Linked DNA regions of Mus musculus: region 1 is linked to region 2. Evidence: chromatin contacts called from public HiChIP or PLAC-seq data. All regions are on one chromosome and are shown on one strand. The core of a region is the stretch at or near the end of the contact, and the rest is flanking DNA. Distances in the headings are between cores, read along the strand shown. Region 1 holds the start of Abl2 (v-abl Abelson murine leukemia viral oncogene 2 (arg, Abelson-related gene)). Region 2 overlaps Tdrd5 (tudor domain containing 5).

Region 1 (6,882 bases), core at 2,324-4,823, 290 kb after region 2:
TATGGGAGAGAGCCAACCCTGACACTATTATTAATGATATTCTGCTATGCTTGCAGAGAGGAGCCTGGCATAACTGTCTCCTGAGAGGTTTCATCCAGCAGCTGATGGAAACAGATGCAGAGACCCCACAGTCAAACATCAGGCAGAGCTTGGGGAGTCTTGTGGAAGAGTGGGAGATAGAATTGAGTGAACAGGAGGGGTCAAGAACACCACAAGGATTCCTACAGAGTCAAGTAACCTGGGCCTCAGGGGGCTCACTCACAGAGACTGAGCCACCAAGCAAAGGACATGCAGGAGCTGGACCTAGGCCTCCTACACATTTGTAGCAGATGTGGAGTAGATGTGGAGCTGGACCTAGGCCTCCTACACATTTGTAGCAGATGTGCAGCTTGGGCTTCGTGTGGGGCCCCTAACAATTTGAGCAGAGGCTGTCTCTGACTCTGTTGCCTGCCGTTGCTTCCCCTTTCCCTAACTGGACTGCTTGGTTGGGCCTTAGTGGGAGAAGATGTCCCAGGGTGGGGTGGTACCCGAGTGAGGGCTTCCCCTTCTCCTCAGAGAAGGGGAGGGAGTAATGGAGAGAGGGACTTTTAAGGGTGGGACTGGGAGTAGAGGAGGGGAGCAATTGGGATGTAAAGTGAATAAATAAATCATACACACACACACAAATCAAGCAAGCCAAAATTCCAGCATGAATTGAGGAGGCGCTCATGAGGCCCCACTTCTAGCTGAGAGGTTATTAATAGTTGGTGGCTGCTGGGGTGGGAGAGTGGTTCTCTTTGGGGATGTGCCCATTGGTAGGTTGGTTGTCCACACTCAGGGACAAGGGCAGAGGAAGGGCTGAGAAGTGGGAGGATATGATCAAAATACATGTGTATACATAGGACATTCTCGGTAATAAAAAACTGTATTAAAACATAACCAGAAAGGAGAAGACAGAACTAGAGGATCCACTGTCATTGGGGAATCTCTGTAAACAAGGAGAAGACAGAACTAGAGAATCCACTGTCGTTGGAGAATCTATGTAAACGGACTCTACAAGCACTGCTCTGTTGCTTTTGCTTTACTGTTTTTTGTTTATTTGAGACAAGGTTGGCCTCGAACTTCTGAATCTTCCTCCTCTGCCTTATATTTTGAGTGTGTGTGTGAATAATAGTATATATTTACATGAGGCTTTGCATCTGCCTGGATGTTTGTGCCACCACAGACGGTTTTTTTCTTTTACAACAAATATGCTTTTCCTCCTGCCCTCTCTCCTTCCCTCTTTTCTTTTCTTTTTTTTTTTCTTTTTACTTTCATGCTTGTTTTTATAAAAGGTTTTGCTATCTATCCTGGGATGGCTTGATTTCTGGTTCCAGCCTTCAGAGCTTCTGGGGTTGCAGGCATATAACTATCCCTGTTCTGCTAGAGCTAAGTTTTGAGTTTAAGCCTTCTAATTTCAGAGTCCCTGCCCTTAACCACAGCACTGTTCTACACAGCAATTACTGTCCATCATTCACGAATTAGCAGAGAAACCAAACTGTTGTCACCAAGTTGAAATTCCACGGGTAAATAAAAAAGAACAAACAATAAAAACAAATCCTACTTCTATGATCATCTTTGTGTTTTGTGAATTAATCTCTTCAGTAACTGTAACCACTTTGTGAATGAAAAGAAAATAAATAGTATTTGGGGCAGCGTCTTGCTATGCCACACAGGTTGGTCTCACTCAGATTCTCGGCCTCAAGTCAAGTGTCTCCCTGTTTCAGCTTTCTTAGCAGTGCGAGTACAAGCCCATAGCATAACATCGAGGTGTGTGGCCACTTTTGTTCTCAGACAGGCTCTTACGATGCACTTTAGTCTAGCCTTGAATTTGTGATCCAACTGTCTCTGGATCTATTATAATAGTGGTACAACATGACACTCAGGGGAAAAAAGGGTATTTTAAATACAGATAGACTTTGATATAAATGAAAATTCATATTCCATCCAGTGCTAAAGTGTAGTGCTTCTTTTCAATGGGAACTAAATTCCGTTGTCTCTGGCTGTACCCTGGGTGGCGATGAAATAACTTAGAGTGTTCTTAGTGTGGGCACATGTGTGTGCGTGCCGGTCACAGGACAACTTTTACTGTCAGTTCTTGCTTCTTTTAAGACAGGGTCCCTTAGCCACTGCACATGTAAGCCAGGTTTCTGGAGACCCCCTTATCTCTGCCTCCCCCCTTCTTGTGGACCAGCTGGGATCACAGAGCTTGGGCTGGTGCATCTGGCTTTTCTCTATGACCAGTAGCTGCTTGTGTGGGTCCTAGGCAGCAAGTTCAGGTGGTCAGGCTTGCAGTGCAAGTCTTCTTTGTCATTAACCCATCTTTCCCCAGCTCCTAAGGCTCTTTAATAGTGAATATCAAAATCAGCTGGAGTGGGGGGCGGTAGTAGCAAGTGGTAGAGCACTCACCTGGAACTCAAGGTCCTGAGTTTGAGTCTCACCCACATGCACTTGTGATCTTACACCATTCTACAAAAGACATGTATGGGGAATTATATCTATTTTGCTAATTCTTTTCTTCCCCAGGGTGGTTTTCCTTGGTTTAAGCAATGGCTCCAGTCCTCATGGCACATAGGGTGTACATCTATAAAAATAGCTTCTCTTCTGTCCATTTCTCTATTTAGACCCCAGACGGTGAAGATGAGTAAGTTTTGACTCAGAAACAAGGTCAAAGTGATTTATCTTTTCCTTGCCAAAAAGGAGGGCCCAACCTGCACTGAGAGGAAAGCATGTCTGTGAGAAGAGTCGCTTTACTGTCAGGCATTTTATTTATTTATTTATTTTAAAGATTCATTTATTTATTATATGTTAGTACACTGTAGCTGACTTCAGACACTCCAGAAGAAGGCATCAGATTTTGTTACAGATGGTTGTGAGCCACCATGTGGTTGCTGGGATTTGAACTCGGGACCTTTAGGAAGAGCAGTCGGCGCTCTTAATCACTGAGCCATCTCACCAGCGCCCCACCAGGCGTTTTAAAGTAAACAGAAACACATGCGGGTAGGTCGATGGTGGAAGAGTTCAAGAGAAATCCACGGTAGTATGAAGAATTGAGTTCTAACCGCTTTGCCAATAAGACGGCAAAGTGCACATCAAGAAATAATTCACCGAATTAAGTTAACCCCGCACTTGACCATCTCCCCGTGAATTCTGTACCATTCCAAACTTCATTCTGGGCCCAATGCTAAGTGTGTGTGAAGGGCTCCTCAATTGAATGGCAGCGAAGCCCAGGGATCAGGAGCCTCAGCTGTTTGGTGCTGAGCTGCGCGGCGCACGTGGTGGCTTCTCAGCCTCTTCTGATTTGACAGGTGGAGGTGGGACGGGAAAGGCCGGGCGCCCACAGTCCTCCAAGTGGGGCAGTGTGTGGAGCCGAACGTGGGTGAAGGTAGCAGTAAAAGCACTCGAGGGCCCTCGAAAGCTTCGCTGACCCTGTGGGCCCCGGCTTCCACCCAGCGGGGCGCGGCGCGGGGCGGGGCTCCGCCGAGCTCCGCCCACCGAGTAGCGGAGGTGCTTGGGCGAGAGGGGGGCGGGAGACGCTCTGTCCCACGCTCGCCCTGTGCTCGGTGGTTTAAAGATGGCGGCGGCGGCTGGGGCGAGGAGCCGCCGGAGGGGGAGGGAGAAGGAGAGTCTGTGAGTCGCTGGGAGGCAGCGCGGCAGCGGCTCCGAGGAGTCCGCGTGGGAGCCGCCGGCAACTCCGGCCCAGAGGGCCTGGGCTTGGGCCGGAGAGACCGGAGCGGCGCCAGGAGCTCCGGAGGCCGGAGCAGAGGAGGAATGTGAGCAAGGGTCGGCGGGGGCGCGGGAGTACGCGAGCGGCGGGATGGGGCAGCAGGTGGGCCGCGTCGGGGAGGCTCCGGGGCTCCAGCAGCCGCAGCCGCGCGGGATCCGGGGCAGCAGCGCAGCCAGGCCCTCGGGCCGCAGGCGGGACCCGGCGGGGCGTACCGCAGACGCCGGCTTCAACGTCTTCACCCAGCACGGTGAGTGTGTCCGGAGCCGGTGGAGGGCATGAGGGAGGCCGGGGAGGGGTGGGGTGGGGTCGGGGCGAGGTGCGAGGCGGATGGGCAGCCTTCGGGGGGCGAGGGCTGGAGGGGTGCCCGCGAGTGGGGGCGGAATCGGCTGCCATCTGGGCCAGTCACGGGAGGCGAGGCACACCCCTCCCCCCGCCTGGCTGGCAGCGTCTGGGGGCGGCGGCGGCGGCGAGCACGAACCGGGGTCTTAGGGACCCAGGCTTGACTGTCCTGCTATCCTGGGACAGGACGGGGCGACTGTGGAACTGTGGATGGTATCCCCAGGGAGGGAAGGATGAAGGCAGGTATGAGCTCAGGTTCAGGAGGTGGGAGGATAAACCGGTTGTGAACGACGGGAACGAGTCGTGCCCTGAGGAATTGGGAAATAGGTACTGAATCTTTAAGAGATTGTGGTGGCATATTCGGTATGTGCTTTATGAACCAGGCGGTGAGCAGTGTCAGAATGGTGAACTGTGAAACCCTTTTCCGTATCTTTTTACTTTCAACAGAGTATTTTCTCCAAACTAGAAATGAAAGGCTTTGCCAAACCACCCTGTTCTGCCTATCCGAGTAGGACACAGGATTCTGAGATGGCTGGCGGGGCTGTCGATGGGTGGGCATGGTTAGGGCTTCCTTCCATGTGGTCTGAACATGAGTTTTTCTTTGAGCTGCATTGGTGTATACATATGTGCTCCGCATAGTCTGGGACTTACTCGGTGTCATATTCTTCAGAAGGGCTGTTTCTAAACTATTTAAAATTATATTTATTTTGTGTGTATGTGTATGTGCGCACACACCCATGTATGCAGAGGTCAGGAGACAACTTGGGGAGTCATTTCTCCCAGGTATTAAACTCTTTATCAGGCTTGGGGGCAAGTGCCTGAACTCTAGTAAATACAAATTTTGAGCACATACTCTTAATTTGTGTGTCTTTATTAATATAGACAAGGTTATAGTAATTAACAAATAATGTAATCAACGGTCAGAAATAGAGTATAAGAAAGGGTGCCATGAGGAAAATTAAGTATAGAGCCTTGTAAATTAGTGACAGTGTACACAGCTTATGTGAGGCCTGAGTTCAAGCCCCAGTATCGAAGAAGAAGAAGAAGAAGAAGAAGAAGAAGAAGAAGAATGAATGAATATTTTTTCCCCTTGATGCCAAGTGGATTCTTTTGTTCTTCCATAGTGTGTTGTTGACCATTTTTAAGAGCATTGTTCTAGAGGAGGGCAGAATAGAGAAGGAGAAAAATATCAGAAGCCATCCTAAGACCTGAGAGGCTGGTGATGGAGATGTAATATCTGTAGGAAGGACCGGCTAGCAGAGGTAGCAAGCTGGTTTCATTGATAATATGTACAGGAGTGAAGTGAAGGATAAACTGTCCCGCTGCACATAGCTCGGGGAAAGGGAAGGAGAAGAAGTGTAGACTAGTCACGGGAAAGGGCGTTTCAAAGGAAGTGACGATAGCATGCAAAGAGATGATCCCAAGACTTGTAGCTGCTGGGTGAGTTGTGTCCGAGTTCTGCATTTGGACTTAGGAATAGACAAATTTTGTTTCCCTTTTCCTTTTTTAATTTGTAAAAGCAAAATGTAATTTTACATGTGTGTGTGTTTTGCTGCATGTACATATACATACCTGATGCCGTATAGGCAAGGAGGAGGGCGTTAGGTCTCTTCCTGTAGATTGATGGTTGTGAGCTGCTCTGTGGGTGCTGGTAACTGAACCCAGGTTCTCAGGACTGGTTAACAGCATTCTTGCACATATGAATTCAGTTTGGGGCAAGTATAATAGTACGCAACTTTAATATCAGCACTTGGGAGACAGAGACAGAAGGGTCTCTTAAGAGTTCAGGGCCACCGGGCGTGGTAGTGCACATCCCAGCACTTGGAAGGCAGAGGCAGGCGAATTTCTGAGTTCGAGACCAGCCTGGTCTACAAAGTGAGTTCCAGGACAGCCAGGGCTACACAGAGAAACCCTGTCTCGAAAAACCAAAAAAAAAAAAAAAAAAAAAAGAGTTCAGGGCCAACCTGGTCTTACCTGTTTTCACCAGTATTCTAATTATAAAAAATGAGGATGTGTTAAAATTACCATGAAGGTTTTCAACCTGGGTAACTGGGATAATAACGATTTTATTGACAAAGTTGAAAGTTAAAAGCTGATGGATAGGATGTGAATATGGTAGCCCAAGACTAGTGTAAAAAAATTAATAAAAACTGGAAGAAATACAGTAAATCCTTTTTAATTTGGGGGGGGGGCGCACGGGTGCTCCAGGGGATTAAACTTGAGGGCCTCATCTAAGCTAGACCGGTGCTCTCCCACGAGCCCAGGCATCCAGCACAAGGAGGACTCTGGAATTTAGTTAATATAGTCATTCAATTCAAAGTCTACCACATTCTAACAGAAGTGATCCACAAAGGATAACCTGGCCTACCAGAGAGGCGGGGGTAGGAAATGTGGAGACATTTTTGCTTGTACCTAAGGAGACAAACTAGAGGACTAGGGAGGTGGCTCAGTGGTCAGGCGCTTGCCTACCCTGTCCAAAGCCCTGCCTGTAGCCTCCTATACTGTTTTCAAGACAGATGCCTGCGGCTTAGACACACTCTGAATTTGAGGCCAGCCTGATCTACGTAGGAAGTACACACTTGTCATGATTGTGAAAAATAGTCTAGATTATGAAAATAACACATATATCACTATCCTTTTCCTACTGCATCCTGTAATCCCAGCCTGGGAAAGCTGAGGCAGATGGATTGCTGTGTATTTCAGGTTAGCCTAGGGGTGTGTAGTGAGTAGCAGACCAAAAGGGCCCATGTAGCAAAGCTGTCTCAAAAAACTGGAAAAAGAAATCACTGCCTTGAGTA
Region 2 (6,953 bases), core at 494-2,993:
GGGCTAAAGGGGAGATCAGACACTGACAATACATCCGGGCCCTGACAGACACACCCAGAGGAAGAGACTAGAGAACAGTCCAACATCTGGCACGTCCAAGGCTGCCAATTCATCAAGTGAGCATCTAGAAAACCTACAGAGAACAGCAGTGGGCAGGCTGAAAGGCAGGCAGTGGAGTCTGAGCCTTGCTTACCAAGGTGGGAAGCAAACGCAACAGGCTCTCACCTCAGTCGAAGGTCTTAGGAGTGAAAGCCAGAGAGGACTGGAGCAAGAATGAAAGTGAGCTAAGACCAGACTGCCTTGACTGAAGGACTGCTGAGATCAGGTGGGCCTATGGGTATGTCTGTGGGTGGCTGCCTTGATTAACAGATGCAGAAGGGCATACATTAACCACAATTTCTAAGAATCAAAGTGATAAATCATGAACTGGTTATAATAATTCCAACTGGGCTCTACCTGTTGAATTCGGGTTGTGCTGGTATTTTTTTCTTGAGCAATGGGCCCTTCTGGTGTGTGAATTCCTCCTTTCACATCATTCGCAAGGCCTAAGGGCTGCCAGGAATCATCCCATATATCTTTAGATGTAGAAAAACACCAGTCCTATAAAGAAAAGCGTGCAACAGTAAATCACAACGCAGTGCCACAAGATCACAAAGCAAGGTAAGGTGACAGCGAGGGAGCAGTGTGCTGTAAACAACAAGAGGGGGTGTGGACTTCCAACAGGACAAGGACACAGTGTGTTCTAAGCAGCAAGAGGGATGCTGATTTCCATCAGTGACATCTTTCCTAAAGTCTGCAGTAAACACCTTCAATCCTTGGGCCTCGTGAATGGACACACACCATCGCCTAGCGAGACAGTTCCTGAGCACCTTAGTGCTTACCCACTTAAAAACCAACCACAGATCATTTTCAACTATGGCCTGACAATTCCTTCTCAATTCCAGCATTTACAACTTTCTAGAAGCCTGGTCTACCGGGTTTAAATTTCCTTTGTCAGCAGTTGATCTGCTGCTTGTTATCATAAGACTCTAACCTTTTGTGCCATTTCTCCACCTGTCTGATATTGTTTCTTCCCAACAAGGTTTGAAGTAAACAGCTGGGAGGCAGGACTCCCTGCCTTCCCCATTTTGGCCTGTAGAGGGAGCCAGTTCTCATCCCAAACATCGTCACCTATGGTCACTGACTCCAGGCATGGCATTCCAGTAGGGACCTCATCCTGAAACAGACCACAGGACAAACAAGTACTGTTGTTTTTATTTCCAAACATAAACACATTTTTAAAACTTAAATGCACAATTTTTTTCCTGGCTCTGAGTGGATACAAGTTTAATACACAATTTATTACATTTTGTTCCCCGATTTGCCAAAGAAATAAAGGCAAAGACATTTAAGGGCAATGCCTATGAGAGAGACTGGGAGAGGAGGCAAGGCCATCTACTCCCTGGGTGTAGAAAAGCCTCCATAACTGACTAAGGGGTCCTAACCGATCCCAGGCCCGAGTGTACAGTGGGGAGAGCTGAGAGGCCACCACATATACATAACACGTAAGCGCAGGAGCTTTCAAAGAGCAAAAGCAGAAACAAAGCTCTTATGCTAAGAGAGCAGAGGTGGATGGGAACAGGAGCATGAGATCAAAGTTGGCGTAGAAACAACGGCATCTCCAGCCTGCCTGCCCTGCGCCCAGGACTCAGACAACCGCTCTCTCTCATCCGCTAGAGCGACTTTTGGAAAGTTCAACATGTGGAATAAAGAGGAAGAAAGAAGGGTTTGTGTTAGTCAGCTTCCCATTACTCAGACCAAATTTCTAAGAGAATTCAAAAGGAAGAAAACTTCCTCTTGACTCATGGTTTCAGAGTTTTAGTCGAAGGTCAATTGCTGCTACAGATGTGGCCCTGAGGGGGACAGGTTATCACGCCAGTGAAGCATGTAAGGGAGGGGACTGTTCACTCCCAGTGGAATGAAGTTTAGTGGGAAGGACTGGAGAGATGGCTCAGAGGTTAAGAGCACTGACTGCTCTTCCAGAGGTCCTGAGTTCAATTCCCAGCAACCACATGGTGGCTCACAACCATCTGTAATGAGATCTGATGCCCTCTTCTGGTGTGTCTGAAGATAGCTACCGTGTATTACATATAATAAACAAACAAACAAATAAACAAAGACAGCCTACCTCATGAGGCTTCTACTAACTTACAATAATACCACGTGTGAGCAACCAAACTGTTTTTGGCACGTGGCTGTTGAGGGGCATTTTAGATCCCAATCTCCTGTCTATATCATGCAAAACCACATCCAGTCTGCCTTCAAGAGTCTGCAAAGCCTTAACTGTTCTCCAGCTGCTCAAAAATACAAACCAAAAACCTCCTGTGGGAACCAGGATCCAGGAGGGGGTAAGAGGCAGAGTCACCAACCCTAGAACAGACTCCGGAGGCCAGCAGTGAGGTGCTGATCTACCTACTGCACAGCAGCGAGCGTGTATCATACAGCCTTTGAACCAATGGGAACTGACAGAAGCTCTGGAGTAGCCAACTCCCCCACTGTCACTATGGGGAGGTGCCAGGCTGCCAGCACTTGAGGGGACTTCTGTAAAGATGGGGGGCAGGATGGGGGGCAGCCACTGCCCTGTTCCGGGCTCATTCTAAGGTTCCACTAGTTTGCTAGGATTCTCTATTTTGTGTCACACGGTATGCCAGCAGACATGGGGACTCACTATGAAAGCCACCTAGGGGCTACAGCACCCATATCTCAAAAACTCTCGGCTTTGAACCCTGCAAAAAAAAAAAAAAATGAAGTTAAGGATCCAGAGACAGGTGCATCTCTGTGAGTCCCAGGGCAGCTGGAGGTATATAGTAAGATCCTGTCTCAAAAAGCAAAAACCAACCAAACAAAAAGATATATATACACTTTATAATAGCACAGGGGTAAACCCTCTATTCCAAATAAGAAATAGGAGAATACTAAGAAAGGATTGGATCAAAACAGTAGCAAAACCAACCGGGCCGCAGTAAAATCTGTACGCAGGGAACACGGTGGTAAGAAAGAGCTCTGCTGACCCCGTCCCACATTAGTCATTAGGGAAACATGTTCGAAGCATTCTGAGATGTTACTATATGCTTCTCAGAGGAGCTCAAAACAAAAACCCCCAGCTGTTACTAGCAAGTACTGGAAAGGACATACAACACTTGGAACACATACTCTGCTGGTGGGACGCGAAATCGTAAGCTCCTCTGGAGAGCAGTTTGCCTAACACTGCCACATAACCTACCAGTCCTACCTCTGGACATTTTCTCTGTATAAATGAAACTTAGGTACACACTCACGTGCACACACACCAAAACAAACAAAACAAAACAAACAAACAAAACCCCAACAAACCAACAAAAACTTGTGTATGAACACTTATAGTAACTCTATTCCTAATTACTTGAAACTGGAAACAATTCAAATAAACCTTGGTTGGGGATGGCAAACTGTAGTAAAGCTAGTACAATCAAATACCACTCAAAACACAAAAGCTTTCAACTATCAACAACTTGGATATATGTGAAGCACTCAGAGGTATGAGGCTGCATTAAAAGGCCACTCTTAAAGCTCTCTTATGTGCTAGTCCTGAAAGGGACAATCAGAGTAACAAAACTCTGTCAGGTGAGAAACTGTGAATAAAACCAGGGAGGTACAGGGTTATTCCAGGTGCTGGAGCTATTCTGCATCCTGACTGTTGTGTTGAATACATTATGATATACGTGTATTAAAACTGACAGAAAAGAACTCCAAAATAGAGTCAATGTTATTGTAGTTAATTAAAAAAACATCAACATAAAATTCATGCCAACATGCATAAGACCCAAACAAATTCAAACCAGACAATACTCTTAGCACAGAAGAGGGAACATGGGCACAAATTCCACCTCTACCAAGAAGCTATCTAACTGAGAGCAGTGAGGCAGGCCCCAGGCTCAGGAGCAGCTGGCCAACTCAATTGAATTCCATTTTCTTTAGGGGAGACAAGGAGCACAGGGTTGCTTAGATAGGGAGGTGGGAAGGATCTGGGAGGAGTTAGGGGAGGAGAAAGATTACAATAAAAATGTATGTTATCAAAGTTTCAAAGAATAAACACAAAGATTACTTAAAAGTATACATGAAAAGCATCCTAGCCAACTATCTGGCTAAGCAGAAAATAGCATTGATACTGAATGGTCCGATGAAGCTCAATACAGTGTACTAAAACAGACGGTGGGGGAGGGGAAGGAACTTCAGTTTATGTGTGCTGAAGGGATGAACATTTTTTTCTATGCCAAGAAATCCAAAGATACTTAAACTTGAAAATCAGGAAAAATATATTATTTAATGTAATAATTAAGAGGGAAATTTCAAACTAAAGGAGATGATTTAGAAAATGGTTGTTTTAGAAGACACTTAGAGTCACAAGGGACTCTAAGTTATGTGCATGTAAACACTTGATTAAAAGATGTTCTTCCAAAAATAGAAATATATTTCCTGATGAGTTTCCTAGTATTGCTTCTCAAGACCTCTATGCTGCCACTCTGACTCAATCTCGGGATAGTGACCTATACATCTGGTCCCAGCAGAGCTTTTCTTCCCTGTGATTGGCTCTGTCCCATTGCTGTGGTCTTGGCGACTGTTTTTTTTTTTTTCCATTTTTTATTAGGTATTTAGCTCATTTACATTTCCGGTCTTGGCGACTGTTAAGGAGATCATCTGTAATTCAATGTCATAGAGTAGTGCTCACCGACGACGAAAGCAGAGGAGCCTGCAGACTATTGATTTCCAGGCATTCTCATTTATGCATTTGCTGAACTGAAAGCCCATCTCCGCCTCTTACCTCATTTTCTTCCTTCAGATCCTTGGGCTGCAGGATGGACCACCGTGGGTCCTCTTCACAGCTCTTATGTGTTTTCAATGAGCTCAATTTAGAATCCTTTAATAATTCCTTGGGCGCAGATTTAAGGTAACTTATACACTTTCCATCATTAATATCTTGCTAGTAGATATAAAAGAAAAATCAATCATTTTCTACATTAATGTTTCCAAAATCTGCATTCCTATAAACTTTGGTGGAAATTTTACTCTATAGTTCATACACGCACATAGGTGTTTGTTCGTCCTCCCCACCCCCCTAATTTTACCCACCTTCCTAAGTCTTCCCATTCTTTTCAACTGTATCAGAAAGCCACCATTGTTGGGCACACGTTATCTAGTGTCCATAAGGTACCCTGTAGCTACAAAAGAACCCAAAGGTTCCAGACCCAAAGAACTAGAACTCCAGGAGACACACGGTCGGGTAAAGACAGTGCAGCCTTCCCAGCGTGGCCATCAGAGATGTGGCGTGCAGATGACAGGAAGGAGGCTGTGTGAGAGGACACAGTAAGGATGCTGCATGCACAGTTAGTCAGGACACTCAAACACAGCAGCATTGGGCAATGGCCAGGTTCACAATGGGTGTGCATGTGCGTAGCACGGAGAGCTTGGCTGGACCAAAACACAAACCAAATCAGGAGAGTTCACATGCTTTTTTCTTTTGCATAAAAGATGGTATTTCATTTCTAGAACCAAACTATGATTATTTGTAGATAGCAAGAGATAGTAAGTTATTCTAAAAAGGTTAAACAATGAATTAAATTCATTATTCAAGAATGATGAAATACAATGCTTCCAATGCAGTAATAATGATTAAGAAAGATTGAGGTTATAGACCAAACAAACTCAATTAAAAACTGCCACAGACCCTCTGGGTCCCTTTGTCTGCGTGGAACAAGTCTCTAGGGCAGGTGGGCAAGGCATCGGCAAGTGACAGACAGACCAACACGCGAGACTGTGTAGAATCTGAATGTATTCTCACAAAGTGAACACCAGTCTTATATAGTACAGAAAATAAAAGGGGTAGGAAGTCACAGCAGGCAAGGTACATTGAAGTTACCTGATACAAAACAAAGGAATGACTACAAAGGGACTTACAGGAACCAGGTAAATGTTTACAGTAAAGATAAAGCAGTCCTGCCTAGGGTCAGCTCAGTGACAGGTAAGGATTTCACACTCTAGTGTTATACCTTTGAACCTTGTGAAGACTAGCACCAGGGGGTTCTGCTCTTGGCAGACCTTCTCATGAATAATGCAATACCACAACCCCCCTATTTCCTAGGCCTTGCTAAATTCTTATATGAGTGTAACTTTTAAGTATCTGGAGAATCTCCATTTGTCAGAAGAATTTACCAACTTGCTTCTAATATGTAATGTAGCCTGTACTGAAGATTTCTATCTCCGTGGGATTCCCTGGCTCTATTATTCCCTAGTTTGGGTGAGAATTGCTACTGTCCTTGGTAGACTAGCTCTGAGCTACTGGCTCCTTCTTTTGTAATGCTTAATTAGTAACTGAATAGGCTAACTTCCTTACTGCATTCTTACTGGATTCTAAACTCACAGGCTTCTGGGACCTTGGAACACTGGGGAGAGTTTAACTATAACAGAATTTTTCCATACACCAGACTAACGCAGGAATAGAGTATGAGTATATGGGTAAATGAGAACGCCAAAGCTCCAGGAGGTGAGTTTCCTTGAAACTTTTCTTCGTGAGTGCTTTCAGACTTTCAGCCTATCAAGCAGACTTGACCGGAGGGCGTGGCAAAAAACAATTTTAGGGGACTGGAGAGATGATCAGTGGTTAAAGGCACTTGCTGCTCTTACAGAGGACTCAAGTTTGATTCCCAACATCTATAAGGTGGCTCACAACCATTCGCAGCTCTACTTCCCAGGGATCCAATGCTCTCTCCTGCCTTCACTGGGCACCAGACACACTGCGGTACATTACTTACATGTAGGCAAAGCATTCATAAATAAATAAATGTGTCATTTAAATTTTTTAATGATTTTTATTTTATGTGTATGAATGATTTAATTGTATGTGTACCACATGTGTGCATTTTCCCCATGGAGCCAGA

The links. HiChIP or PLAC-seq counts read pairs in DNA pulled down with a chosen protein or histone mark.
Region 1: a contact with region 2 is called in an H3K27ac HiChIP or PLAC-seq map of double positive thymocytes, with 5 times the contacts expected there. The contact joins the promoter of Abl2 here to the enhancer-like site in region 2. A contact is called at or near these places in 14 of 39 promoter capture datasets (the 3T3-L1 cell line, 3T3-L1-derived adipocytes, the HPC-7 cell line and 9 more), 2 of 15 datasets of contacts at CTCF or cohesin (pro-B cells and stem cell-derived epiblast-like cells), 48 of 484 Hi-C or Micro-C datasets (the AML12 cell line, the Ba/F3 cell line, the C2C12 cell line and 30 more), 17 of 115 datasets of contacts at active chromatin or transcription factors (T-cell acute lymphoblastic leukemia, craniofacial prominence, double positive thymocytes and 12 more) and 3 of 9 other capture datasets (adipose tissue, liver and pancreatic islet).

Annotation. Positions count from the first base shown.
Region 1 is chr1:156,555,214-156,562,095 of GRCm38.p6, forward strand. It overlaps Abl2 (v-abl Abelson murine leukemia viral oncogene 2 (arg, Abelson-related gene)), which reads left to right and starts at 3,574. Exons shown (of 12, transcript NM_009595.3): 1 at 3,574-3,992. The coding sequence starts at 3,836.
Region 2 is chr1:156,262,373-156,269,325 of GRCm38.p6, forward strand. Tdrd5 (tudor domain containing 5) reads right to left here. Exons shown (of 18, transcript NM_001134741.1): 14 at 4,841-4,999; 15 at 1,034-1,216; 16 at 457-600. Among named protein-coding and RNA genes, the nearest start is that of Tdrd5, 37 kb to the right of the region's middle. Within about 2 kb of position 1,744, at least 23 of the 459 cell types and tissues checked have an H3K27ac peak or open chromatin away from gene starts, as enhancers often do. A contact at or near this core is called in T-cell acute lymphoblastic leukemia, double positive thymocytes, granulosa cells and 2 more, where this site is marked.